2 separate regions of the Sus scrofa genome follow, and region 2 is linked to region 1. A link is a contact called in public HiChIP or PLAC-seq data. All regions are on one chromosome and are shown on one strand. Each heading gives the region's core, a stretch centred on a gene start, on an enhancer-like site or on the middle of the called end of the contact. The rest is flanking DNA. Distances are from core to core; before and after follow the strand shown. Region 1 overlaps CXXC5 (CXXC-type zinc finger protein 5). Region 2 holds the start of PSD2 (PH and SEC7 domain-containing protein 2).

The links. HiChIP or PLAC-seq counts read pairs in DNA pulled down with a chosen protein or histone mark.
Region 2: a contact with region 1 is called in an H3K27ac HiChIP or PLAC-seq map of skeletal muscle. The contact joins the promoter of PSD2 here to the enhancer-like site in region 1. A contact is called at or near these places in 1 of 5 promoter capture datasets (liver), 6 of 47 Hi-C or Micro-C datasets (brain, epiblast stem cells, liver and 3 more) and 1 of 2 datasets of contacts at active chromatin or transcription factors (skeletal muscle).

Annotation. Positions count from the first base shown.
Region 1 is chr2:141,488,840-141,495,006 of Sscrofa11.1, forward strand. The region is part of intron 1 of CXXC5 (CXXC-type zinc finger protein 5); the gene reads left to right. Among named protein-coding and RNA genes, the nearest start is that of CXXC5, 11 kb to the left of the region's middle. Within about 2 kb of position 2,937, at least 31 of the 83 cell types and tissues checked have an H3K27ac peak or open chromatin away from gene starts, as enhancers often do. A contact at or near this core is called in retroperitoneal adipose tissue, skeletal muscle and subcutaneous adipose tissue, where this site is marked.
Region 2 is chr2:141,588,697-141,594,993 of Sscrofa11.1, forward strand. PSD2 (PH and SEC7 domain-containing protein 2) reads left to right here and starts at 3,028. Exons shown (of 19, transcript XM_021084878.1): 1 at 3,028-3,905; 2 at 4,022-4,233.

The DNA of each region.
Region 1 (6,167 bases), core at 1,687-4,186:
ACTGACAAGTGGGATCGGGTCCTGGCAGAGCCCTTGTCTGGCTGTGAACACCATGCGGATGGCCAAGATTGCTGTTGCTGGGGTGGTCCATGCTGCCTGGCAAGCAGCAGGCCCTCTGTAAAGGACTGCTGAGTGTAGGCCTTGCTCTCTTTCCTTCTCGAGGCCCCATACCCCTGGCGCAGGGCCTGGCATTTGGTGGAGTGATGGGCTGGTTGGCCAGTCGGGTGAATGAAAGAATGAATTAATGAGTGACCAGGTCATTAGCTGTGGACATGAGCGCTCTCAGGGGACACCAGGATGGGGCATGTGCTTGTGTCAGTGTTCAGACAGGCCTGTGGAGGATTCTGGGCAGTGAGGTGGAGGGGGCAGGGCTGAGATGCCACCAGAGACCAGTCGGCTGCTGAGGCTGAGCCCTTGGGGCCGGCCATGTCTCCTCCCTGGACCTCAGTTTTTCCATCTGTCAGATGGGCTTGGGGGCTGGCCTGGGAGCCTGCGGGGGAGGGGGGTCGTGGTGGGAAGGGGGAAGCAGTGGGTGGTGGAGGCAGGAAGATGAAGCGTGAAGCTTGGCTTGGAACCTGAGAAGCAGCGAGACCGGCCCTGACCTGACGCCCGTCCTCGCCCTGAGCCGCAGGGTGGGGACGCAGGCTTATAAAGCCTTCCTCCCCTCTTGTGCTGCTGAGGGCTGGGCTTCCTGACAGCTGCAGCCTCGGTGGCCGTGCCTGTCACGACATGGTGGCCTGGCCTCCAGGACCAGACCAGCTCCTATGCCAGGCCCACAGGCCTCCTGTCCTGTTCCTGTTGACCCAGATGGGAGACCCAGCCCCTCTGCTTCCTGACTTGCCCCCCCCAGGCTGGGTGGGAACTGGGTGAGCTGGGCCCCCTTTCTTCCAGGCAGTGTCTGGTCTTGGCAGTCTGGCATTTGTAGTCACAGGAGCGTAGAATCCTAGACTCCGTAGAGCTGAGGGCTTCCTGTCGTGTTGGGAGTCTAGAGTCACACCACTGTGGGTTTTACTGCTGCGAGGAGGCCTGAATGGTCCCGTTTCTATCTCATTTGATGCTGGGGGACATTGAGGACCTGGGGGGAGGGGCTTCCCTCTGGTGCCCTCAAGTGACATGAGCACCTTAGGCACAAAGAAGCCTAGTTCGGCCTCTGGTCTGCCCTTCTTCGGAGAGCGAGCTGGCCTGGGGAGTGGGCCGCGTGGGCCCAGGCAGGCAGCGAGGGGATGCGGCTGGCCCGCAGGCACAGGAGGGGTCCTGCCGGCGGTGCCCGCCCGCCCGCCCGCTGCCCACGCTTCCCGAGGCACCAGTGTGAGGAGGAAATGCAGGCTGTTGCTTCCAGCGACAGCCGGCAGGGCCGGGCGGCTTCCCAGCTCCCCCTCTGATTCACGGCCGCCTGCAGCTCCCCCCTCCCCTGGGGGCCTCAGCAGCCCCATCTGTGCAATGGGGAGAGGAGACTCTACCCCGCAGTCTAGCGTCACAAAGACAGTACAGTTGGGATTCTTCTCGAGGCCACCGTTACGCTGTGGGAGAGTGGGGCCAGCGGCCCTGACCAGCCGGCTGGGTGTCTGGACCCAGAGCCCTGAGAAGTTCTGCTTGGGGCCACCCCAGTGCCTCCAGGAGCCTGGGTTCCTGGGGCAGAAAGTGTGGCTGGCGAGTGGGAATTGATAGAGAAGGGCCCCCTGCAGTCAGAGTCTCCTTCCGGCAGAGCCTGGATGGGGGGCTGGCCTCGGCATACCCATCTGCAAAGTGGGGAGTGTCGCGCCATGAGGTCATCCATTCATTGTCTGCTCTGTGCTGGGGTGTGTGCCGGGCACTGGGGGTGCTGAGGCCAGTGGGGAGGGGAGGGGGTGCTTGGCTTCGGGGCGGGGAGTGTGATTTGGCCCAAGGGGTGACTCTGGGAGAAGGAATGAGGGTGGGGGTGGCAGATAAGGAGCCGGCCAGCGAGGCCGTGTCCAGCGGAAAATCCCAGCTGTTCTCAGGAAGCGTTTCCTCCACTGGTCTCCTGGGAGGGAGGCGAGGCGAGCAGGAAAGCGGGGAGCCGGGGGCAGACGAGGCCCCCCAGCCGGTCCGAGTGGCCACGTCCCCAGCCCGGGTGGCAGCCCGGTGGGTGTGCCCCTCACCCGGCAGGAGGGCCGGGACGCACCCCCACGCTCGGGGCCGGGCCACAGTCCAGATTTCAGAGCCCTCCCCAGGGGCCTGGCGGTGCCCTCCGCCCCGTCCTGGGCTGCCGCCGCCGCGGGGGTGGCAGATGCTGTTTCATCGGCCGAGGCGAGTGGGAGGCCTCCGGAAGGTCCTCCTGGGAGGTTCCGGGGGGCAGCGGGGGCGTCAGCAGCTGCCACCCCACCAGGGCCAGCTCGGGTGGCCTCCCGGGTCGGCCTCCCGGCTCCCTCGGTCCCCCAGGCCAGGCTGACGCTTTGGCATTGCGACTGGTTCCTCCTGCCTTCGCTTCCCGCCCCCACCCCCCCGCTGCCCACCAAGCGTCTTGGCTCTGGCCCCCCTCCCGTCCCTGGCTGCGTCTGCAGAGCCCCCCGGGGAAGGCAGGGGAGGAGGCGAAGCGGGCTCAGAACAGCGGGTGCCCGCGCAGCCAAGTATTTGCGCGAGCTGTCAGAGACAGACAGGCATGTGGGGAATTTGGTGCGTGTGAGGCTGGGGGAGCAGCCGGGTGGGCAGGCAGCAGGCAGGAGGGGGAGCTGGGGCTGCCTCCCCCGCCTGTTGAGCCCTGCGGAGACCACCATTCTCCCCAGCCCGGGGCCAGAAGGTGCATCCGGCACCTTCTTCCTGCCCCCCCCGCCCCCCCGCCAGCACCAGTGAAGTGGGGGGAGTGGGGCTGGGACCCTGGCTGCTGGCGGTGCCGACACTGGGGAAGGGGTGCCCTGCAGAGGGCCAGAGCCACGGAGAGGCTGGCTGGTGGAGTGTGGAGCCAGGCAGGAACCCGGGTTGTGCCCAACCGTGGCCTCCAGGAAATAGCAGCTGTCATGCTTCTGCGTCTCCCCCCGCCCCAAGCCTGGCACCACTTGTTTCCTGGCCAGGGTCCGGCTGGGGCAGATTGGAGGAGCCTGGTATTGCCCAGCCTGGGCAAGGGACAGGCAGGGTGCAGGGGGCCATGTTTATGAGCTTACAAGTACTTGGGGTGCTGGGGAGGGGGTCCCCCAGCCATTCTTTTGCTGAAACAGGTTGGAGTCATTCTGGAGGAGGGGACCTCACCTGCCTCCTTGGACAAAGACCCCTGTTTAGTCACCTTCATCTTCTCTCTGGTGCCTGTGAGGCAGGTCAGGGCCTGGAGCCGAGTCATTCTTGATGTCTCATACCTGAGAGCCCAGAGACGGGGAGACACTGGCCCAGGGTCACACAGTGGGCTCCCCAGCCTTCTCCCTACCCTCCTGTGGGTGGGGTCAGTGGGAAGAGGTGACCATGGGGGGTTTGCTGGGGTGGGGGGGCTATATTTAGTCAGTCCTGCAGAGCCAGGGGGCCCCTGGGAGCAGCTGTTGGTGGGGGGGCAGACAGAGGCCTAGAGCTGCATTTAGTCTGGACAGAAATATCCTCCCCCCACCCACCCACCCACCCACCCACTGGCTGGGCGGCCAGGCTGCGGGCTTGTCCCCTGAGGGGCAGCTTGCCTGGGCCTGGCGGCCGGCGGGACAGGCAAGATGACCCGATAGGCTTTTCCCAGCTCAGGTTTCGATGAAACAGGAACCGGAGCCGCAGCCTGGGCCGTGGGGGCCAGGACAGCCAGAGCCTGGGGGGGCCAGGGCCGCCCCCCCCCCCAGGGTGCAGCCTCCCTTTCTCAGAGGCCTGGGGAAGCAGCAGGTTATTTATCAAGCCGGCCTCCCCGCCGCGTCTGCCTGCGCCTCCCCCCCCAGCCCGGCGCTGGCGGCCCTGAGCCCAGCAGAGCCGGGTGAGCTGGGCGGGCTGGCGGCGGCGGGATGAGCTCAGGAGACGTGAGTCACCCCATCCCCAGCAGCCCCGCGAGGCCCCGCGGCCTGGCAGGCGGCGCGTACGCACGCACGCCCCACGCGGCACCCCCGGGGGCACAGGCTGGGGACAGACCGCCCCCTGGCACACATCATGCCACACGACCCCGCACACACAGCGGACACACGCAGGCCGGGCTGGGTCCCCTTCGCTGTGGATACACAGCCCCAGCCTCTGACGCACACACATACACACACATGGGCACACACATGGGCAGATGGACAAGCACAGTCACACATGGGCGTGCTGTGCCCTTGGGAGCCCGCACACGGCTCCAGGGAGGCAGTTGCATGTCTGCTGTCACAGGCTCTGGCAGTCGCCCTCCGGTCCCAGCACGCACCCAGATAGAGCTGGGCCGGGAGCAGTGACCCCACACAGCCGGGCACACACTCGCCCACTTGCAGCACGGTTGGGGCCCCACTCGCCCAGATGCCTCCCTGTGTAGGCGCCCACCGAGACGGCCCAGCCCTGGGTCGTGTAGTCAGCTGAATTCTGCAAGGTGGGCACGGGAAGGGAGCCACTTGCCCATCCCTCAGGCTGGCTTGGCCCTCTCGGCAAGGAGGCCCACGTCTCTGGCTCGGAAGAGTTAACCCCCATTGCCCTGCGGTGTGGGGGTCGCTGGCCCAGGCAGAGCCAGTTGGAGGTCTGTGGGGGAGGGATGCAGAGGAGCCGGGAGGAGGAGAGGCTGGAGAAGGAAAGCCATGGAGAATTGATTTTCCTGGGAGCGCCAAGTGGCCAGCTGCTCCCCCAACTCAGGAGGCCGGGTCCTTGGGAGACTGGGGGTGCCAGAGGCTCAGGAGAAATGAGACTGCTTTCATCTGGTGGGCTGCGCCCTAGGAGTCTGTCTGCTCGCCCTCCCTGCTCATCCTGGCACCCGCTTTCCTCTGTCCTCTCGGTGTCCAAGCCCCTTGTCACCACCCTCCTGCCTTGCAACCAGCACCCTGGGACTTAGAACTCAGACTTAGCTCCTGGCCTGCAGGATGGGGACAAAGCGGCCGAGAACAAGGAAGGACTAGGCTGCTGGGTTTAGAGGGAGGCCCGCGGGGAGCCTCCATGCTCCTGCTGCCTGTTGGGGAGGGGGCCTGCCTTCCCTGGAGCGGGGTGTATCTATTTTTCACACTGAGAAATACACCGTTTTGCAGATTGGAGAGCTGAGTTTAATGGGGATGCTTCGCGGCCATGAAGAGCTTTGGATGTCACCAAACACTCAGACTGCTGATCAGTCTGGGCCCATAAGACTGAGACAGCCTAGCAGGGGTCAAGGGGCAGGTGGCTGTAAGGACTCAGGTCCAGGCTGGCTTCCATCTCCTGGCCACACACGCCTCCCCCATAAAGCACTGGACAGAGGTCTGGGAGAGGAGAAGGGGCCTAGGCATCCGAGGCAATCAAAGAGCAGGGGCCGGTCAGGAGGACCGAATATCCCCTGAGCCACGCGCTCCGGAGTGGAACAGACCTGGGCTCCAAACCCGGCTTGGCCCCTGCCTGCTGTGTAATCATGGCCCAGTAGGCCAACCCCTCTGACCTCAGTTTTGCTACCTGTTAAAATGGGTGTGAGCATTTTCGCGGTGTCTTAAAGCTGCAAAACCTGCAGGAGATGGTGGGGTGTGGTTCTCACCGTGCCACAAGGGAGTCCAGCCCTCTCTCCCACCTGTCTGCTCCACCAAAGCTGGCATTTCCCTAGGAGTGGTACCCCAGAGCCAGGACTCTTTAATTACGCTATCTTGGGTTTAGCCTTCTCCAGGGCTGTGCCTGGATGGGAATGCGAGGTGTGGGGGTGAAGGGGCTGCCCTTGGGGCCACAGAGCGGGGGAGGGCTGGGACTGGAGCCAGGGCAGAGGAACCTGGGGTCCTTGGGTGGACATTCCTGGGGCTTCATAGTATGGGTGGAAACAGAGCCAACCATGGTTCCAGTACTTTCTCTGTCCCTTACCTTCCACCAGCAAGGCCACAAGTTGGAGCCAAGCAGGGACTTGTAGGTGGCAAATGTAGCTTTTGCAGGGCAGTGAGGACCTGGGTACGCGCCTACGGGGAAGAGCTTTTGGGACCTTGGGAGACCCAAAAAGTGCTGACACAGAGCCGGCAGGGCTGGGGGGCCAGGGAGGTAGGAGGAACGGCTGGCAGGAAGTCGAGGTGGGTTTTTCTGTGGCCAGAACAGGACAACCGAGTGTCACCCTCCTTGTAGCTTTCGGACCCCTG
Region 2 (6,297 bases), core at 1,778-4,277, 100 kb after region 1:
CGTGAGGGTGTGTTCTAGTTTCATGGATTTACATGCAGCTGTCTAGTTTTCCCAGCATCACTTGCAGAAGAGACTGTCTTTTTCCCATTTTATATTCTTGCCTCCTTAGTCGAAGATTAAGTGACCCTAGATGTCTGGGTTTATTTCTGAGTTCTCTGTTCTGTACGTTGGTCCGTATGTCTGTTTTGGTACCAGTACCACACTGTCGTGATGACTGTAGCTTTGTAATATTGTCTGAAGTCTGGGAGAGTTAGGCCTTCTGCTTGGTTTTTTTTTCCGTCAGGATTGCTTTGGCAATTCAGGGTCTTTTATGGTTCCATATAAATTTTTGGATGATTTGTTCTAGTTCTGTGAAAAATATGGGTAATTTGATCAGGATTGAATTGAATCTGTAGATTGCTTTGGGTGCTGTGGGCATTTTAACAATATTACTTCTTCCAATCCAGGAGCATGGAATATCTTTCCATTTCTTTGAATCCTTTTTAATTTCCTCAATTGATGTTTTATAGTTCTCAGCATATGAGTCTTTCACATCCTTAGGTTTATTCCTAGGTATTTCATTTTTTGGGGGGTTTGATTTTAGAAGATATTTTTATATTCCTTTTCTAACATTTCATTGTTAGTATACAGAAATGCAACTGATTTCTGAATGTTCAGCTTATATCTTGCTACTTTGCTGAATTCATTGTTTACTGCCAGTAGTTTTTGGGTGGAGTCCTTAGGGTTTTCTGTATATAGCATCATGTCCTCTGCATACAGTGACAGTTTTACCTCTTCTCTTTCAGTTTGGATGCCTTGTATTTCTTTAGTTTGTCTGATTGCTGTGCTAGGACTTCCAGTACTGGAGTGTTGAAAAAAGGGGTGAGAGTGGGCATCCTTGTCTTGTTGCAGATGTTAGCAGGAAGGCTTTCGGCTTTTCTCTGTTGAGTATTATATTGGCGGTGGGTTTGTCATAAATGGTTTTGATTGTGTTCAGGTGTGTTCCCTCTCTACCCCCTTTGGTAAGCGTTTTTATCATGAATGGATGTTGGGTTTTGTCAGATGCTTTTTCTGCATCTTTTGAGACGACCATGTGGTTTTTGACTTTTCTTCTGTTGATGTGGTGCATGATGATTGATTTGCGTAGGTTGAACCATCCTTGTGAACTTGGGATGAATCCCACTTGGTTGTGGTGTATGATCTTTTTTACATGCTGCTGGCTAAAATTTTGTTGAGAATTTTTGTGTCTATATTCATCAAAGATACTGGCCTATAATTTTCTTTTAGGGCCACACCTGCAGCATATGGAAGTTCCTAGGCTGGGGCTCGAATCTGAGCTGCAGGTGCTGGCTGAAGCCACAGCCCCAGCAGCGCTAGATCCGAGCCTCGTCTGCCACCTACACCACAGCTCATGGCAATGCTGGATCCTTAACCCACTGAGTGAGGCCAGGGATCAAACCCACATCCTCATGGATACTAGTTAGGTTCGTAGCCACTGAGCCACAGCAGAAAGTCCATTTTATTAGTTTTAATTGTGGTTAGAGACAACTAACAAAAGCACTGTCTCAACCATTTTGAAGTGTACAGTTCACTAGCATTAAGTACATGCACATTGTTGTGCAATCATCCCTGCTGTCATCTCCAGAATGCTTTTCTTTTTTTTTTTTTTCCTTTTCTTGGGCCGCTCCCGCTCATATGGAGGTTCCTAGGCTAGGGGTCTAATCGGAGTTGTAGCCACCGGCCTACACCAGAGCCACAGCAACACAGGATCCGAGCCGAGTCTGCAACCTACACCACAGCTCAGGGCAACACCGGATCCTTAACCTACCGAGCAAGGCCAGGGATCAAACCTGCAACCTCATGGTTCCTAGTTGGATTCATTAACCACTGAGCCACAACGGGAACTCCCAGAACTCTTTTCATTTTGCAAACCTGAAACTCTGTACCCATTAAACTATAGCGCCCCCTTCTGTACCCCCCAGCCCCTGACGACCACCATTTTACTTTTTGTCTCTATGAATCTGACCACTCTGCAGAGCTCACTTAAGTGGAATCATGCAGTATTTGTCATCTTGTAACTGGCTTATGTCACCTAGGATGATGTCCTTGAGGTTCATCCATGCTGTAGCATGTGTCAGAATTCCCTTCTTCTTTTTTTTTTTTTTTTTTTTTTTTTGTCTTTTTAGGGCTGCACCTGTGGCATGTGGAGGTTCCCAGGCTAGGGATCAAATCGAGCTACAGATGCCGGCCTCGGGAACAGCCACATCAACGCCAGATCTAAGCTATGTGTGTGGCCTACACCACAGCTCACGGCAACACTGGATCCTTAACCCACTGAGCGAGCCCAGGGATCGAACCTGCATTCCTATGGATACTAGTCAGATTTGTTTCTGCTGAGCCAAGACGGGAACTCCAGAATTCCCTTCCTTTTGAAGGACAGTCATGTTGCACTGTGTCTGTGCACCACATTTTATGTCTCCATTCATCCGTTGATGGACACGTGGGTTGCTTCCACCTCTTGGCTCTTGTGAGTCGTGCTGCTATGAACATGGGTGTACAAATATCGTTTCGAGACCTGCTTTTCTGTTCTTTAGTGTATATCCCCAGAAGTGGAATTGTTGGATTATACATTCATTCTATTTTTAATTTTGGGGGGGCGATCGTTTCCTACGGTGGCTGCACCCTTTGACATTCCCACTAATCATGCGCCAGTGTTCCAATTTCTTTGTATCCTCACCAACACTTATTTCCTGCCTTTTTTAAAGTAGTCATTCTAATGGATGGGAGGTGGAATCTCGCCGTGGTTTTGATGTGTGTTTCTCTAATGAAGAGGATACACATTTTGAAGGAACCACGCTTGGAGAGAACGGAGGTCAGGGGCCTCTTAGCTCTGGTGGTCCAGAAGGTATTTCAATGGGGCCTTTGGAGTTCCCATCATGGCTCAGCAGAGACGAATCTGACAAGCGTCCATGAGGATGCAGGTTTGATCCCCGACCTTGCTCAGTGGGTTAAGGATCCAGCGTTGCTGTGGCTCTGGTGTAGGCCAGTGGTTACAGCTCTAATTCGACCCCTAGCCTGGGAACCTCCATATGCTGTGGGTGTGGCCCTAAAAAGACAAAAATAAAATAAACTGGGCCTAAAAGACAGGGAGGAGGCAGGCACTGGAGGACCTGGGGGAAGAACACTTCCCGAAGAGGAAACAGAAGCGCGAGGGGCCTGAAGCCATGTGTTTGCTGGAGAAATAGTGAGTAATGGGCGAGGGCATGGGGGTGGGAGATGAGGTCTGAGGGGCGGGCTAGGTGATCCGAGGCTTTAGGCGTGGAAAGGAATTTGTATTTGCAGTTTACAGTAAGCACTGGTTTCCTTAGGTGTGGGCGGGAGAGGGGTGGAGGGGAACACGGCACAGGAGGGACAGAGGGAAAATGGGGCTGACTGGGCAGTGATGGCGCTGTGCGTGACAGGGACAGGTGCACACATGGGCACTTGGTGCTTTCGGGTGTGTGTGCCTGTGTGTGTGCACCTGGCGGCCTGGGCGTGTGGGTGCTTGTGTGTGTGTGTGTCTGGCCACTCCCAGAGGCCCCCGTTCCATAGGTGATCGTCTCTCTCAAGTGCATCCTGTGCCCACCTCCCTGCTTCCGCATGGCCGCCCCAGCCAGCAGGGTGCAGTGCTGCTTCCGCGGCTCCTGCCAGCAGCCTGGAAAGCAGCAAGAAGGATCCGGAGCCATACGTAAGAGTTGAGGCTGGTCTCCGAGAATGATGAAGTCTTTGAGGGTTTGGAGACGACGGCTTGCCCGCCCGAGGCCAGGAGATGGATGACGCGGCGCCTCACCTTTGCAATGGACGCGGGGGCCAAGGACTGGGTAACCCGGGCGGGCTGATGCAGTACCGAGAAAGGCCGCACGGGGGCAGCCGAGGACCCTGAGGAGGTGAAGGGGAGGGAGGAAGCGGTGGGAGAGGAAGGCGGGGCTGGAGGGGTGGGACCGAGGGGCGGGCAGATCTGGGGGCGAACTCTGCGGGGCTCTGTGTTTGTTTCTGCCTCCAGCGACTGTGCGTGTGAGAATAAAAGAAAGCCACGAGCTCATCACCATCCCGGTGGAGTCTCATTTTATCCTCAGCCACATCCTCACAGGCTCAGAGAAGTGCAGCCGCTTGCCCAAGGTCACTCAGCAGGGCGTTTAGACCAGGCCTGCTTGACCTTCGCCTGTGCTCTAACTACTGCCTGCCGTGAATGACGCCCTCTGCAGATGAGTGCTGGTTTGTTGATCTGTCTCTTGGCGCTCCCTGGCCCCCACCATTCCTACTTCATCAGAGCAGGCTCCCTCTTGGGCAGGACCACGACAGCCTGGGGAGGGAGGCTAGGACTTCCGACCCCTCCCTGAGGTCCTCCCTTTGGGAGGAGGGGGTTCGGGACTCTGGGGTGAGCTCAGATGTATTCCCATCATCACGGGAATAACAAGGTGTAGTAACATCAACCCTTGTTCTGACTTTCCTCTTGGCTGAGGGCTGCGGCCTGAGCCCCTGGCCTGCCTCTGGAGCCCCGGCTCTCCCTGCTGAATCTCAACTGAGCATCAGGCCCAAGTCTCAAGGACTGTAAATGGGATACCACCAGAGTCCGCCCCATCTATTTCTTTTCTTTTCAGAGCCGTACCTGCAGCATATGGAAGTTCTCAGACTAGGGGTCGAATCGGAGCCCATCTGCAACCTACACTGAAGCTTGAGGCAACACCAGATCCTAACCCACTGGGCAAGGCCAGGGATCAAACCCTCATCCTCATGGCTACTAGTTGGTTTTGTTTTTGTTTTTTTTTTTTTTTTTTTTGTCTTTTTGCCTTTTCTTGGGCCGCTCCAGCGGCATATGGAGGTTCCCAGGCTAGGGGTCGAATCGGAGCTGTAGCCACCAGCCTACGCCAGAGCCACAGCAACGCAGGATCCGAGCCATGTCTGCGACCTACACCACAGCTCATGGCAACGCTGGATCGTTAACCCACTGAGCAAGGGCAGGGATCGAACCCGCAACCTCATGGTTCCTAGTCGGATTCGTTAACCACTGCGCCACGACGGGAACTCCTACTAGTTGGTTTTTAACCCACTGAGCTGCAAGGGGAGCTCCGGTGGTTTGGCCATCTTTGCAGAAAAAGTACATGGATAGTTTTAGCTGAGACCACTGAACAGAGGGGGCAGACTGAGGCCCAGAGGGAAACAGAAAGGCATCCAAGGTCATGCAGCGATGCAGGGGCTGTGGCCCTATGCACTTTCATTGGAAAGGGCTAGAAATCTCCTCTCTAACCCTCCTGCCAGCTACCCATCTTGCTTGCACACCTCATGTGACAGGGAGCTCACTGCCTTAAAAGGCAGCCTGTTCCATGGTAGGACAGTTCCTTTTAGTGACACCAGACTGGCTTTCTTGTGCTGTCTCCTGGTTCCCCTTCCACCCCGTGGAGCACCAGCACCCACCTCTGTGTGCTGCATGCATGCCCCAGCCGGCTCTAGCGAGGTCTGTGCCCTGTCACCGCTATGCCAGCCTTCTCTCCAGCTTACAGGTCCCAGACCCCCAGAAGTAACCTTTCCGGCCCTCCATCTCCACCGCGTAACCTCTGGGTGGGAATGGGCTCTTCTCTGGTGACTACCTTTTTCTCGGTCCAAAACATGTGTTTGTGATGGGAAGTTAGAAAATGCACACCAGGAAAAACTATCCCCCATCCCACGCCTCGAAGACAAGCTCTGCCAGCTCCCCAGGACTTTCCCTCCAGACGGATGCCAGTGTGTGTGTTGGTACAGTCGGGGGGAGTAAACATTTTGCACACACAGAAAAGTTGAACAAAGTCTACCCATGTAGCCACTGCCCAGATCTGACAGTTTATATTTGCTCTCTCATCATCCGAGCATCTCCCCTCCCTCCATCTGTTCATCTGTGTTTTTTTTTTTGTTTTTTTCCCTGTGCCTGTGGCATATGGAAGTTCCCAGGCCAGGGGTTCAACCCACGCCACAGCAGTGACCTAAGCCTGGGTCCTTAAATTGCTGTGCCACCAGGGAACTGCAGTTATCCCCATTTCAGAGCTGAGGAAATTGAGGCACTGAGAGCTTAAGTTACCTGCCCACATTGACCCAGTCACACCTGGGCTGGGAATTGGGTCTAGGCGTCGTGGTCTTTTTTTTTTTGGGGGGGTGTCTTTTTGCCTTTCTTGAGCTGCTCCTGCGGCATAGGTTCCTAGGCTAGGGGTCTAATTGGAGCTGTAGCCACCGGCCTACGTCACAGGCACAGCAACGCGGGATCCAAGCCTCATCTGTGACCCACACCACAGCTCAGGGCTATGCTGG